Regions from separate parts of the Mus musculus genome. Here region 2 is linked to region 1. The links are chromatin contacts, called in public Hi-C maps. All regions are on one chromosome and are shown on one strand. The core of a region is the stretch at or near the end of the contact, and the rest is flanking DNA. Distances in the headings are between cores, read along the strand shown.

Region 1 (7,904 bases), core at 3,823-6,322:
TGGCTCTCGCACAGCATGAGAGCCACCTCCTTGGAATACACTGTGGTACAACAGGCAGGTCAGTTAGAGCCTAAGCTTGAAGAGAGAGGAAGCCAAAGTGAGGCCAGAAGGGTTACCTTCTCTCTTCTCCTGCACTCCCCCACCCCCACCAAGGAAGTCAAGAACACAAGCCACATTTTCAGTTGCTTATTTTTAATGATTACTTTTTTATTTTAAAATTATGTCATGAACATGAGCCACATTTTCATTTGTTTACTTTTAATGATTAACTTTTATTGTAAAACTATGTATACATGTGTGGGTGGCCTTGTGCCCATGAGTGCAGGTGCCCATATTGCCCAGAGGCCTTCGATCCCCTGGAGCTGCAGCTTGATATGAGTCCTGGAGGAACTCACCTGGGTCCTCTGGAAGAGCAGTGCATACTCTTAACTACGGAGCCATCTCTTCAGACCCATGATTACATTTTTTTTAAAAAGGGGGTTTTGTTTGTTTGTTGTTTGAAACGGTCTCTCTAGCATAGCCCCGGCTGTCCTAGAACTCACTATGTAGACCAGGCTAGCCTCAAATTCAGAGATTCATTTACCTCTGCCTCCCAAATGCTGGGATCAAAGGGGTATGCCACCACACCAGACATTTTTTTTTTTTTTTTTTGGTTTTTGGTTTTTGGTTTTTGGTTTTTTGAGACAGGGTTTCTCTGTATAGCCCTGGCTGTCTTGGAACTCACTTTGTAAACCAGGCTGGCCTCGAACTCAGAAATCCGCCTGCCTCTGCCTCCCAAGTGCTGGGATTAAAGGCATGCACCACCACGCCCGGCATATATGTATTTTTTAAACTATATTTATTTATTCACTTTGGTTTTTGTTTTAGTTTTTTATTGTTACTGGTTTTTAGGCAGGGTCTCACTGTGTAGCCCTGACTGACCTGGAACTTGCCCTATAGACCACATTAGGTTCAAATTCTCAGAGATCTGCCTGCCTTTGCCTGTCAAATGCTGACGTTAAAGTATGTGTCATCAGGTGGACAGGCCTTCAATCTCAACATGTGGGAGGCAAAGGCAGGTGTATCTGAGTTGGAGGCCAGCCTAGTCTACAGAGTAAGTTCTAGGTAGCCTGGTCTACAGAGCAAATTCCAGGCGAATCATCACCAGCCTGTTTATTTACTTTAGGGTGAGGTATGCTTAAGCTAAGGTGAACATGTGGAGATCAGAGGTCAGCCAGAGCCCCCATTCAGGTACCCCCAACCCTGCTCCTTGCAGGCTCCATTCCTTCCTTGGGTCACCCAAGGACTCCCATGGGCAGATGCAAGGGGAAACCTGGAGAACTGACATCTTTGTGAGCTGTCAGAATCCTGGTTCTTCCAGTCTAGGCAGGTACAGCTTAGCCTGCAGTTATCCGTTCAGAGCCAGAGAAGAGATTCTGCCCCTCAGGTGACCCCAACTACATCCTGATTTCACCTATGACATTTCCTTTTTGCCCCCTCCCTCATGCCATCAAATGCTAACTCATGGCCATTGCTAAAGTACCCGGTTGCTTGGTTACCTGGGAGACTTAAAGTATATCTTCTTCTTCCAAAGTCCTCTTAAATAGATGGAAAACTGAGCAGGGGACAGGGCTTGGCCCAGACAGGGCTAAACAGCTGCTTTTGTTGTTGTTTTAAAAATATATACATATGTATGTATGTATACATACACATACATATATATGTAAAACATTTTTAAATACCTAAAAGTCAGGCATGATGGTACATGCTTTTAATCCTAGCACTGGGTGCTGGGAATTTGAACTCAGGTCCTCACGTTTACCTAACATGCACTTTACTGAGGCCTCTCTCCAGCTTGTTATTCTTTTTAATAAAATATAACATATAGTTGGGCTGGGAGCACAGCCCAGTGATAGAAAATATGCTTAACCTGCTCAGATCCCTGGACAATAATCTCCAGAGCTGCAAAACAGAAGTATAATAACAAACACAGCAGACAAGAAAACCATTTCATGGAATAGTTGTAGCAAAAACTCACAAGGCTGTAGCAAATACCGAGATGCACGTGACTCATTCATCTCTCTCAGAACCTGTGTGCTGGGACACCTCGTCTATTCAAATTTCTGGTAGATGTCCCTAATAACCACATTCTGTCCAGAAGTGTAAGGTAGAGTCTGTTTCAGGGACCTACTTGGGTCTTTTTTTTTTTTCTTTTTTAATTTATTTATTATTATATGTAAGTACACTGTAGCTGTCCTTAAACACACCAGAAGAGGGCGTCAGGTCTCATTACGGGTGGTTGTGAGCCACCATATGGTTGCTGGGATTTGAACTCAGGACCTCCAGAAGAGCAGTCAGTGCTCTTACCCTCTAAGCCATCTCGCCAGCCCCTACTTGGGTCATTTTTGTTATTTGTTGTGCCCTTTGATGACAGGTGAAATGGTCTCTCATAGTTTTGGGGTTTTTGTTTTGTTTAGTTTTTATTTATTTACTTTTTGGTTTGGTTTGGTTTGGTTTGGTTTGGTTTGGTTTGGTTTGGTTTGGTTTGGTTTTTTTGAGACAGTGTTTCTTTGTGTAGCCCTGGCTGTCCTGGAACTTCCCTTGTAGACCAGGTTGGCCTCAAACTCAAAGATCCACCTGCCTCTGTCTCCTGAGTGATGATGGGATGGATTAAAGGTGTGTGCCACCACTGCCTGGCTGATTCTCATAATTTTGATTCACATTTTTTGCATAGAAACTCCAAGATCGGGGCTGGTGAGATGGCTCAGTGGGTAAGAGCACCCGACTGCTCTTCCGAAGGTCCGGAGTTCAAATCCCAGCAACCACATGGTGGCTCACAACCATCTGTAACAAGATCTGACGCCCTCTTCTGGTGTGTCTGAAGACAGCTACAGTGTACTTACATATAATAAATAAATAAATTTAAAAAAAAAAAAAAAAAGAAAGAAACTCCAAGATCTGTTCGTAACTGGGTAAAGTCTGGCTGTCCCCTGAGGGTGAGCCACAGAGCCCCCGGCTCAGGAGCCTGGGTCCTCAGCTCTCAGCTACTCCCAGAGTGAGTAAGTTTCTCCTGAGTGACTGGAAGAGGCTTGGCTTACTCACTTAGCTGCCCTGGTTTGTCCTGCTTTTCTGCTTCTAAGGGCTGAAGCAAAGCCTCAAATGCAAAGGTGGGAGGATCTGCAGCTGGGGAGTGGCAAGATGAGACCTGCTTTATTAGAAGGAGAGCTGGGTAAATTGGAGGTAAAGAGGAGGCTGCAGGGTACTTCAGAAATGCCCCCCACCCCCACCCCGGGATGAACGGTAAGCTTCAAGACAGGCAGGCTACTGAGTGACCCTGGGGCAAATTGGGGTTAGGAGGAAAGGTGGGAATTGAGCTGGAATTTGCCTTCAGGATGGAACACTGAGAAATGTTTTCAGATTATTATTCTCCCAGCGGCCATTGGATTGGAGTGGTCACATGTCCAAAGGAGGGTTGTCAATACTGCTAGTCTGGCCACATCAGATTAAACCACCTTTGGGGTGTGTCATGCCCCTGTCTTTCGAAGTGACACATCCTGCCTCCTTGGAAGGTTAGTTCAGAGCTAGTTCTCTCCTGAATTAACAGGACTTACCACGTTGTTCCTGTTCTAAATCCTGATGTCCTGCTAGACTTACCATCTTGGTCCCCTTCCATATCCTGATCCTGTGTGTGTGTGTGTGTGTGTGTGTCCGTTAGTCTGGTGAGCACAGATCCTGGGGAGCTGGAAGGCAAGCCCTGGGCCTTTGATCCCTTTCCTCCTACCCAGGTTTTTTCTGCCACCTTGTCTTTTCCAGAGCTTCTAGTCTCAGAAGATGTTCACGTGGCAGCAAGAACACCCGTTGTAGGACTGAGTAGCAAGCGTAAGAACTTGAGTTCTAATCTCTAGCACCAGGTACAACGAGAGACTCTGTTTTAAGAAAATAAGGTAGAAGACAATAAATGACGACGCTGAGAACTTGACCTGTGGCTTCCACTCATGCTCCCACACTCGGGCAAATCCTTGTGTATGCCCAAATACGAAAAGCAGTCATTGTAGCCAATCCCGGTGGCATACGCCTTTGATCCCAGCCCAGCATTCTGGAGGCAGTGGCAGGCAGATCTCTTGTGTTGCAGGCCAGCCTGATCTATGTAGTGAGTTCCAGGCAAGGGTCGGAGACCAGGACAAGGTGATATTCTGTCTCCCTTCCCCCACAAACACACGGATTGCTAGAGTGGAGTGAGGGTGTTCCTAGACGAAAGCATCTGACTAGCACACGTAAAAACCCACATTTGCCCCAGCACCACGCAAAATAAACATTAACAAAAACGTTCAAGACATTAAAGTCTTTTTTAGAGTTATGTAAATTTTAATTTTGAATAATACATTTTTATCCACTTGTGATATATATTTATGCTAAAACAATTTAATTGTTGGGGTTAGGGTACAATCAACGACAGAGCTCATGTTTAGCACTTAGCACACACGAAGTCCCAGAGTCAACAACACTGAAAAAAAAAAGTTGCTTATTGCAAAATTCAAGTTAACGATTCATAATGCTTTTGCTTCTACTGCGGCGGCGGCGCGGCTGCTGCTCCTCCCCTCCCCATCCTCCTATTCCTCCTCCCCTCCCCATCCTCTTCCTTTTCTACCTCCCTCCCTTCCATCATTCCTACTGGTGATGCGCCTACCTCCCAGGCTTTGTTTTCTTAGGACACTGAGGGCTTTTTACCTATATTAGCTCCAGGTTTGGTGCTCTCTTTCCCTCTTCCAGGCTAGACAAACTGAGCAGCCTAGAAGCAAGTGATTTCCGGAAGGTTCGGCTTAAAACAAGACACAGGGAAAAATCTCCGCCTTAGCTAATTTGAGTTCCCTCTCTGCACACTAGGACTGCTAGGATGGCCTCCCCCAAAAGATTTTCAAATGGGGTGAGATGGGGCGGAGAGCAGAGAGGCTCCCCTCTCCTTGCAGACTGGATAGGTTTTGATACTAGAATAGTCAAAACAGTTTTGCAACCAAGTGACTCTTAGTAATAACAATACCAACCTCGGTCATTTGCATAACTTCACAATTGACCAAGTGTGCCCCAAGCAGTTAATTAGAATGATAAAGAAAGCAGATGGTCGCACCAGAAGCCTGATGCACCCTTCTTGGGGACCTGGGAAGTTTCCGGGGCTTTCTCTTTTCCTGAGTGGATATCAGACAGACTCTGCCCGGGCCAACTTCCAGGAAGCTATAGGTGGCGAGCTCGACCTACTGGCTGCGCGCCGGATCTACGCTGAGCACACAGCGTGGTTCCACCTCTGCCTGGAATGTACCCTAGTGGGTCAGCAGGTACGACTAGTTTACAGTCCCCCAACTTACTGCCGGACTGAATTCCCTGTGGTGGGACCAGTCTGTATTCAGCCAGTTCCTGAAAGGTGAAGAATCAGACTTTGGTGAAACGGAAATGAGAGCCAGGGCCCATAAGGTGATTTAGGGACAGCTGGAGGGGCGGGGCTCGGGATACCTGCCAGGGGCCTAGAGGTTGGAGAGAATGTGATCAAAATGAATCATTTTCACCAGATGTTTCATTTCGGGCCCTTCTCCTCAGGTTCTCATCTCAGTCAGCAAAGGCTGCCCCCAAGTACGCGGGTTGGGAGTTTTCCTAACTCTTTTGGGGTAGGGACATGTCAGGAGCTGGGTGGTCCTTGTGCCTTCAGAATTTAAGGAGTGCCAGCCACAAAACCGAAGCTCATAAAGGAACTTTAGGGAATCTTTTAGAAAAACTAAAGTAACAAAACAGCATTGGCGAGGATATTACTATTCCCTTGCCCCCACCCCTCTTAACATCAGGGACTTGGGGGACTTGAGCTCAAGAGCGCTTGCCTCCCGCGCATTTCACCTCCGCCAGTCCTCTGTACTGGCAGAGGGGGTGGCTGGTGGTTGTGTGGGGTGGTGGTGGTGGTGGTGGTGGTGGTGGTGGTGGTAGTGGTAGTGGGTGTACATAATCATAATTAGTTCTGACTGGTGAAATGGCTTACCAGATAAAGGCACTTGCTGCCAAACCAGACCCCTTGAGTTCCATCTCCAGGACTCAAATGGTGAAAGACTACAATGATTAATGCAAACTGTCTTTTGACCTCCATGTACCATGGTAGGTGTGAACCCCCTCCCCCTCAAACATGCAAAAATAAATAAATTTTACTTATTATTTTTAAACAAAACAAAAACTAAAAACCAGGGTCTTGCTAAGTAGCCCAAGTTGACCCAAAACACTCTAACATCAGCCTTAGCATCCTGAGTGCTGGGATCACAGGTGTGTGTCACTAGGTCAGGCTTTAGAATTACGCTTGTGTTAAATCTTGGGGTGTGTGTATGTGTGGTGTGTTTAATTTTATTTTACTTTTAAAATATTTTACCCCTTGGGACTGAAGAGACACCTTAGCATTTAAGAACACTGGCTGCTCTTCTAGAAAACCAGGGTTCACTACTCTCCCCCATGTGGCAGCTCATAGGCATCGATTACTGCAGTGCTAGGGGATCAGGAACCCTCTCTGGCTTTCTTAGGGACTAGGTATGCTTAGGAGTGTATAGACTCACATGCAGACAAAAAAGATATACATAGAGTGCATCCATGCAGGCATACACAAAAATTATCAAAATATTTTTTCTCCAATCGTATGTATTTGTGTGTGTGTGTGTGTGTGTGTGTGTGTGTGTGTGTGTGTGTACATACCATGAGTGTGCCAAGAATATCTGGGCAATGGAGTTACAAGTAGTTGTGAGCCAACAAATCCATTCTCTGGTCATCTTTCTCACCCCATATTCTTTGTTAATTATGATGAGAAAAGCCAGGCATATTGACTCATGTCTGGTACTTGGGAGGAAGGCTGAGGGAAGAGGATTATGATCCTGGTCATCCTGGATAAGAGAGAGTCCTTGCCTCAAAAAAACCCAAAAAAAACAAAACAAACAAAAACCAAGCAAATGAACAAAACTCAGCACATGCCTTTCATCCAAGCACTCAGGGGGCAGAGGCAGGTGGATCTCTGTGAGTTCTAGGCCAGTCTAGTCTACAGAGGGAATTCTAGGACAGCCATGAAAACATAGAAAGACTCCATCTCAAGAAAACAAAATCAAACCCTCTCAAATAACAACAGCAAAAGACAGGCTGGAGAGATGGCTCAGCAGTTAAAAGCACCGACTGCTCTTTCAGAGGTCCTGAGTTCAATTCCCAGCAACCTCATGGTGGCTCACAACCATCTGTTATGAGATCTGATGCCCTCTTCTGGTGTGTCTGAAGACAGCTACAGTGTACTCATATAAAGAAAAATAAATAAATCTTAAAACAAACAAACAAACAAACCAAAACAACAACAGAGAGGGAGCAAGAAGGGAAGAGTAAGAGAGGAACAAGAGAGAGAGGAGGGGACAAACAGCCTCTTTCATAGTGGGTCAGGCCTACCTGGCTGTTGCCAGGTAACTGTGGGGTGAAGCATACCTGGCTGTTGCCAGGTAACTGTCGGGGGGTGGGGTAGGGGGAGTTTAGACAGACTGCTAACTCAGTCGGCTATCTGTACTTACTTCTTTGCCTTTCTGGTTTTTGTGACATGGTTTCTCTGTGTAGCCCGGCTGTCCTGGAACTCACTAAAACTCAGGAATCTACCTGCTTCTGCCTTCCAAGTGCTGGGATTAAAGGTAAGTGCCCAACACTTGTTTCTCAGTCTAGAACCCAGAATCACTGGCCTAGAGATGGCACCACCCACAGTGGTCTGTGCCCTCCTCCATCCATCACTAAGGAGATGCACTATTGGCTGGCCCTACAGCCCCATCTTGTGGAGGCATTTTCTTCATTGAAGTTCCCTTCTCTTAGGTGACTTTACCTTGGGTCACATTGACTTAGCCAGCACCACCTTGCCTTTACTCTGAGCCTGCTGTACCCTCACC
Region 2 (7,904 bases), core at 3,434-5,933, 140 kb before region 1:
GCAAAGTCAAGAATCTGGAGGCTGGATTCTATTCGTCTATATCTATTGGCTAATTTACACCATCACATACTCTAAGGTAACAAACAGTCGAAGACAGAGAAAACCAACAGCACTGGCAAAGTGGAGCTTACCAGAAACACAAAGCTACAGAGAAACCAGCTTCTCCTACATCACATTAAAGAACCCCAGCAGTTATCACATGGCAGAAGCTGCTTTCCCAGAGCCTGGCACAAGTAAGCTTTGCCACCACCTTGCAGAGCCTTGAATACATCTGCTGTGACTTGCCTCTCCCTAAGGAGCTGGAGCTGAAAGCGATTGGCCAGTTTCATCAATTCAGTCAGGAACACATCATCCTCTCTGAACTCTAACTCATCCGTATAGATCCAGCGAAGCATTGTCATTGTCACCTCAGGATTCGCATCTAGTTAGAGAAAGAAAGTAGATGACACACTTAGCCCTTCTAGAAGTAACCCTAAAATCTGTGCTTAGAAAAGTAAATTATGGTACAGCTAACTCAAGGAAATACAATGTAACAGGGTCCCAGACCTTAACACGACTAATGCCATGATGGAAGTGCCATTTAGGCCTTGGAACCTAGCATGTAAGCAGCAAAACACCTGCCAAAACAAAAACAAAGACCTATACTTCTGGAAAAGTGCATGAATGTATTAACCTTGCTTTCTGACTTCTGTAACTCTGCTTCTGACTAATTATTCTTGCTACCTGAGGTTATGTCAACCCAGGATATGCTTTTTATATTTAAACTCCCACTCTGAGAAAGGCTTGGAACTGCATTCAGGTCCCAAACACCCAGTAAAATTGTAGGTTAGCTGATCTTCTCTGGTAGATACTTCCTAACAATACAGCCATTAAAATGGTAACAGTCGAAGCTAGAAAGATGGCTCAGGAGTTAAGAGCACTGGTTGCTCTTCCAGAGGACCTGGGTTTAATTCCACCCCCCCCCCACCTCTCTCTCTCTCTCACACACACACACATACACACACGCAGAGGCAAAACACCAATGAACATTAAAAAAAAAAAAAACAGTGACAATCTGTCTGAGTCCAGAAAAATGTTAAAAGTTTTGTATGAGGAAGCAATAGGGTCAAATTTGTTGGGAAAATACTTGAAACATTAAAAAAAAAATTAATGAAATTTCCTCTTCTTTTTAAAAAAATTTTTAGGCAAGGTTTCTCTGTATCTGTAGCTCTCCTGGAACTCACTCCATAGAGCAGGCTAGCCTCGAACTCAGAGATCCACCTGCCATGCCTCCTGAGTTCTAGGATTAGAGGTGTGCAATTCCATGCTCAGCAGAATTTCTAATAAAAGATCCTATAGATAAAAACAAGAAAATAGATACCTAATAGAAATATGAGCAATGTATATAAAAATAAGTGATCCATGAAAATAAAAGCACCCAGTAAGATTTACCAATAACCAAATACATATTTAAATGTACATAGTACATTTTTTTGTATCTCAAAGGATTTGTTTTTGTTCTGCTTTGTTTTTGTTTTGAGAGGGTTTCTCTGTATAGCCCTAGCTGTCTTAGAACTTACTCTGCCTTCTCAGTGCAAGTATTAAAGAGTGCATCACTACTGCCTGGCTTATTTACTCATTTTTAATCACTTTTTTGCAGTACTGGTGATTAAAAAGACTTTATTTTATGTGTATATATGTATGGCTGTGTACCAATTATGTTCCTGATGCCTAAGGAGACCAGAAAAGGATGTTGGGCCCCCTGGAACTAGAGTTACAGATGGTTGTATCCCATTGGGTGCTTACTGGGAGTCAATCCCAGATTCTCTATAGAAGAGCAGTCAGAGCTCCACTGAGCTACTGTCTTAGTCAGGGTTTCTATTCCTACACAAACATCATGACCAAGAAGTGAGTTGGGAAGGAGAGGGTTTATTCAGCTTACACTTCCACATTGCTGTTCATTACCAAAGGATGTCAGGACTGGAACTCAAGCAGGTCAGGAAGCAGGAGCTGATGCAGAGGCCATGGAGGGATGTTACTTACTGGCTTGCTTCCCCTGGCTTGCTCAGCTTGCTTTCTTTTTTTTTTTTTTTGGTGGTGGTGGTTTATCGAGACAGGGTTTCTCTGTGTAGCCCCGGCTGTCCTGGAACTCACTCTGTAGACCAGGCTGGCCTCGAACTCAGAAATCCACCTGCCTCTGCCTCCCAAGTGCTGGGATTAAAGGCGTGCGCCACCATGCCCGGCCTCAGCTTGCTTTCTTATGGAACCCAAGACTACCAGCCCAGAGATGGCACCACCCACAAGAGGCCCTCCCCCCTTGATCACTAACTGAGAAAATGCCTTACAGCTGGATCTCATTTTTGCTTCATGTATTTGAGAGTATAAATGTACCATTGTGTAAATACATATATATCTAAATATACTATACATTCATTGATTGGCTCTGTCTATTCATCAATCAATCAATCATAAACCTGAAAATATGAACTCAAGCATAATTCATGATTTTTCTTTTACTTTGATTTTTACTTAGTAAATATATTATTTATTTTTTAAAGTTAAAAACTATACTTGCAGGAAATGTTTATTATAAAAATAATCATTTAAGATATCTAAAACTAGTGCTGAGGATGTGGCTTAGCTAGTAATAATTGCCTAGTATGAAAGAAGCCTTGGGCCAAGCCGGGCGGTGGTGGAGCACGTCTTTAGTCCCAGCACTCAGGAGGCAGAGGCAGGTGGATTTCTGAGTTCGAGGCCAGCCTGGTCTACAGAGTGAGTTCCAGGACAGCCAGGGCTACACAGAGAAACCCTGTCTCGAGGAAAAAAAAAGAAAAAAAAGTCTTGGGCTGATCCCAAATGACATAAAACCAGGTGTAGTAGTACATACCTGTAAGCAATTGGGAAGCAGAAGAATCAAGTTCAAGGTCATCTTTGACTATATACTGTGAATTCTAAGCCAAGCTGGACTACTTGATGCTGTCTCAAAAAACAAAACAAGCAAACAAACTACCCTATACTGTTATTTCTTTTTTTTTAAAAAAGACTTATTTATTTATTTATTTATTTATTATATGTAAGTACACTGTAGCTGTCTTCAGACACACCACAAGAGGGCATCAGATCTCATTACGGATGGTTGTGAGCCACCATGTGGTTGCTGGGATTTGAACTTCGGACCTTCAGAAGAGCAGTCGGGTGCTCTTACCCACTGAGCCATCTCACCAGTCCCTATACTGTTATTTCTATTAAATCAGCTCTCGGTCAAAATATAGAAAGTGATGCTCAAGACAAGTTAAAGTCACAGTTTGCATAAAGGTTCTCCAAGAGTAGTCCTGAGCAAGCCGACTCCTAACAGAGTTTAACGCTCAAGCCCACTCAGGCCCAGTGAGGAAAACTGGGGATGGCCCCAGCATCTGCACTTTAGCAAGTCTGTTAAATTATTGTGATGCTCACTGAGGTTTCTGGGAGATCATAATCAATTCTTAGTTATCAAAGAAAACCACAATAAGGACTAGGAATACATTATTAATAACTAGGCAACAACAGACCAGCTCTGATTAGCCTTTTATTACAACTAAGCACAGTAAGAAGGATGAGCTGAAGGGAGTGATGTTGAATAGAACGAAGAACCTGATGTACTTAAAGCAGATTAGCCTGCTAAAACAACCAAACTGACAGGGGTGGGTCAAAAACAAATAATGCTGCTTCTTTTTTCCTTTGTCTTCCTCAGTAATGTAGTAACAATAGTGAACATTTTTCATTTTACTTTCTTTTTGATTTTTGAGACAAAGTTATGTCAAGACAGCCCCAGCTAGCCTGGCCTGCAGCTCATAACCCTCCTACCTCAGCCTCCTAAGTATTGGGATTACATGAATATGTCACCAACCCAAGTAAAATTACTATCCCAGGATTGCGGTAAAGAGTAATACTAAACTTTAAAGAATTGATAAGCTAGCATAAGAGGAAAACAAATGCACACACACACACACACACACACACACACACACACACACACATTCATCCAGAAACACTGAACAATCAGCCTTCTTGACATAATGGTATTTAAAGAACGCTAGATATACCTGGTCTTGGTCCACACACATAATCCCAGCTCTCAGGACAGTGCTGGATTATATAGTATATATTCTGGACAGGAGGATGACAAGTTGAAGATCAGCCTAAACAACATAGTAAGCTCTAACACAGCCTGGGTAACATAGCAAGACTCCACCTCAAAAGAAACAATAAAAATGACGGTGGCATTGTCAGCGGCAGAGCACTTACCTAGCATTTGAGAGGTCCTGAGTTCAATCCTCAGTGTTGTAAATAAGCAAAGCACTATATGCAGCAACTGCAGTACATTCTCTTTTCCAATGCACATAGTATAGTCACTAAGACAGATATACACTCAGCCATTAAACAAGTGTCTCATGTAGCCCTGACTAGAATGTCACTGATAATGCAACAAAGTACATTTCATGAGTCTCATAACTGAAGTATCAAAAGATATTAGCTTAGTCTTAATATCTTTCAAACGAATGTAATTTTCAAATTTTTATTATCTTTTGTAATCTTTGTAAACTATATGCCTGTAGAGTTACTTCCACACATTTTATGAAAAACACTTTCATAATCAAATGGCTCTTGGAAACTATGCTAATTTTATTCTACAGGTGGTTAGACACAGTTTCAAAAGATTTCATTCTGAACAGGAAACGCCATAGCTCTGAGTGTGCCCACAGGGACTGGAGCCTCACAGGAGAGAGAGACCTTCCTTCCACATAGGCCTTTGTATTCTAGCTGTGAATGGCATGGACCCACACATCTGCATTTATGCTTGTTTATTTGCGCTTACAAGGGAGAACTAAAGGCTTCAAGTTAAACCTTAGAAGTTATCATAAAGATAATCCACTCATTGTGGGGCGGCAGTGGTGGTGTGTCTCTTTAATCCCAGTAGTTGGGAGGCAGAGACAGGAGGAGCTTTGTGAGTTTAAGGCCAGCCTCGTCTACACAGTGAGTTCTAGGATAGCTAAGGCTTTGTAGAAAAACCTTGTTTCGGGCTGGTGAGATGGCTCAGTGGGTAAGAGCACCCGACTGCTCTTCCAAAGGTCCGGAGTTCAAATCCCAGCAACCACATGGTGGCTCACAACCATCCACAACCATCCGTAACGAGATCTGACTCCCACTTCTGGAGTGTCTGAAAACAGCTACAGTGTACTTACATACAATAAATAAATAAATAAATAAATAAATCTTTAAAAAAAAAAAAGAAAAACCTTGTTTCAAAAATACATTAAAAAAAATACAAAAGATAATTCACTCACAACAGAAAAATCTGTTCTCTTAAATCCAGGAGATCACACCTATTCTTGCTATACAGCACTGCTTAAATGTTAGGCAGCCCTGGCACCTTATGTATTAGCCCAATTCAAAACAGCACACACATACACATACAACAACTACTTTGTTAGATTTGTAACCACTGCCTGAAATAATTTAACAGTCCATTACATCTCCCAGCTACCAATGAGCTACACTCCAAGACCAATGTCCCATTTTAATACCCTGACAATCTTCATCTCGTAATTCTTGCAATAGTTTACTAATAGCAGAGTTCAATATAAACTTTTGTTTTGTACCTCATTCTCAAGAGCGATTAAGCAAGTACTAATACAATACGATTTTAGGTGAACTTCTGAAAACCATGTTTTAAGTCCATTCCATTTACTTCCACATTTAGTTAAAAATTATAAAGACTCTGTAACATAAGATAACAATGTAACATAAAATAACAATATCCATATAAATAATTTGGTACATCTACTAAAAACATTTCTTAAAATTCCATTTATTTGTGTGTATGTGTACATATGCCATGATGCATATGTAGAAATTAGAGAACAACTTGATGTGGTGAGTTTTTTCCTTCTAATATGTGAATCCTGGGGATCAAATTCAGGTCATTAGGTTTGGCACAAATGCCTTTACTCAGTGAGCCATCCCCAGGTCCTATTAAAATTTTAGAAGAAATTTACTACATATGTTTAAGATATATAACATGTTGTCAAGAGATATACATATAACTGGACATGGTGGCACAAGCCTTTAATCCTAGCACTTAGGAGGCAGAGCAGATAGACTGCTGTGAGTTCCAGGCTAGCCTAGGGTACACAGTGAGATGTTGTCTCAAATAAATAGAGATACACAAATACAAATTACTCTACAGTGCAGCAGGAGAGATCTCAGCAGTTAAGAGCATATACTACCCTTGTACACTCCTGGTTCTCAGTACTCACACTGAAAGGACTACAACCAAATGTTAACTCCAGCTTCAGGGAAATCTGTCTTCCTATGTACCCATGAACAAATGTCTTTACCAATACACAAACACATACATACTAAAAATAAATCAGGCTAGAAATTTATCTAGCCATCAGTAGTTAGGAGCAAATATTATTGTGCAGAGGACCTAAGTTAGGTTCCCAGAAACCATACCAAGTAGTTCACAACTGTTACTCTAGCTCCAGGAAAATCCAAATTTCTCATGCACAAACACAAATATAGACATAGACACACACAAACAAATTTTAAAAATAAAAAAGATGAAATAAATCCTTAAAAAAAAAGTTCCCATTGCAAACTGAACATAGTGGCGCTCGCCTTTAACCCTAGTGCTTAGGAGGCAGAAACAGGTGGGTCTCTGAGGTGAGGTCAGCATAATCCACAGAGCGTCCAGGACTTGTGATGGGAGTGGAATTACCATGTTGAAACAAACGAACATTCACCATGTCACACAGGTACAAACCTACTAAAATTCTAAATACTGACTGATAGAAGCCTTCTAGGAAAGGCTATGGAAAACAAGTAAGATTCCTGGAGATGGGCCAGCACTCTGCATGGCTGTGATGGGCACAGCCCCAGAGACTTTGCCCTAGGATAGCTTTTCACTGCTGATGTGCCTTTCCTGCCAATAGTATATAGCCCAATGACTCCTGAGCATCAGTCCACCCTAGTGGTCAAATTTCCTGCAGATCAACATGAAGATGAACTTTCATAAATTAATGCTGTCTAGATGAATTAATGATTTTATAGCATTCTTGATTTGACTCAATTTTAAGGAGATGGTTTTAGTAGTTTTGCCAGAAAGATCTAATAAAAGTTAGAATCAAGAAGAGAATGTTCCCCTCCTTATACAATAGTAAGTAAAGGCTGCATAATAAGGAATACAATGAGCTTTCATAAATTACACTAAGGAGAGAAACAGGCTTTGGACAGATTTGTGATCAAAGAAAAACATTCGTTTTAGGTCAGGTCCAAGGATGAAGCCACAGGTGTGCACTATGATGAAGCAAGACCATGTGTATCTGTTGCTTTGAACTTACAATGAGCTTACAGAATGAAATAGTGCTTTGAACTTAGTATGGACATCCTTTTGTAACTCCCCTTTTGTATAACATTTTATCTATGAGGTAATTTTATAAAAAAGATTTTGTCTAAGAAGGTATAAATTGCTAAAGAGAAGAAATAAAGTCTGGTTTTTGGAGCTCTGCTCCATCCACCAAATGTATATAAATGTATGTGTGTGTGTGTATGATCACACATACACACAAACACACACAGGCACAAACACAAAATAAACACATGTGGGAAAATTTTAGAGAGAAATACTAAAGGTGGTAGTACATTTTTAACTCTAGTTTTCAAGAAGCAGAAATGGGCATATTTGAGTTCCAGGCCAGGTAAGATTACGTGATGTGTCCCTGTCTTTAATCAACCAATCACTACAAAGAATAACTGAAGAAGTTATGTGGCATCAACTTCTGGATTCCACACACGTGCACTTACACCTACAAGGACATGTACATATACCACATGTGAAAAACAAACTTGGCTGCCCTGATAAGATTACTCAACAGTTAAAGACA

What was found. Hi-C and Micro-C count contacts between places; a contact is called where the count stands out from the background.
Region 2: a contact with region 1 is called in a Hi-C map of the CH12 cell line, with 6 times the contacts expected there. The contact joins two enhancer-like sites. A contact is called at or near these places in 3 of 39 promoter capture datasets (the C10 cell line, embryonic stem cells and hippocampal neurons), 11 of 15 datasets of contacts at CTCF or cohesin (CD8 T cells, the G1E-ER4 cell line, the NIH/3T3 cell line and 5 more), 211 of 484 Hi-C or Micro-C datasets (the 3T3-L1 cell line, 3T3-L1-derived adipocytes, the AML12 cell line and 105 more), 52 of 115 datasets of contacts at active chromatin or transcription factors (the 230-238 cell line, CD8 T cells, DN3 thymocytes and 35 more) and 5 of 9 other capture datasets (adipose tissue, embryonic stem cells, embryonic tail and 2 more).

The regions. Positions count from the first base shown.
Region 1 is chr11:72,573,884-72,581,787 of GRCm38.p6, reverse strand. All of the region lies in intron 2 of Gm51906 (a long non-coding RNA gene), which reads left to right. Among named protein-coding and RNA genes, the nearest start is that of Spns3, 28 kb to the right of the region's middle. Within about 2 kb of position 5,072, at least 85 of the 459 cell types and tissues checked have an H3K27ac peak or open chromatin away from gene starts, as enhancers often do. A contact at or near this core is called in the CH12 cell line, Th1 cells and Th2 cells, where this site is marked.
Region 2 is chr11:72,715,145-72,723,048 of GRCm38.p6, reverse strand. It overlaps Ankfy1 (ankyrin repeat and FYVE domain containing 1), which reads right to left. Exons shown (of 25, transcript NM_009671.5): 4 at 286-421. Among named protein-coding and RNA genes, the nearest start is that of Ankfy1, 29 kb to the right of the region's middle. Within about 2 kb of position 4,683, at least 15 of the 459 cell types and tissues checked have an H3K27ac peak or open chromatin away from gene starts, as enhancers often do. A contact at or near this core is called in the CH12 cell line, Th1 cells and Th2 cells, where this site is marked.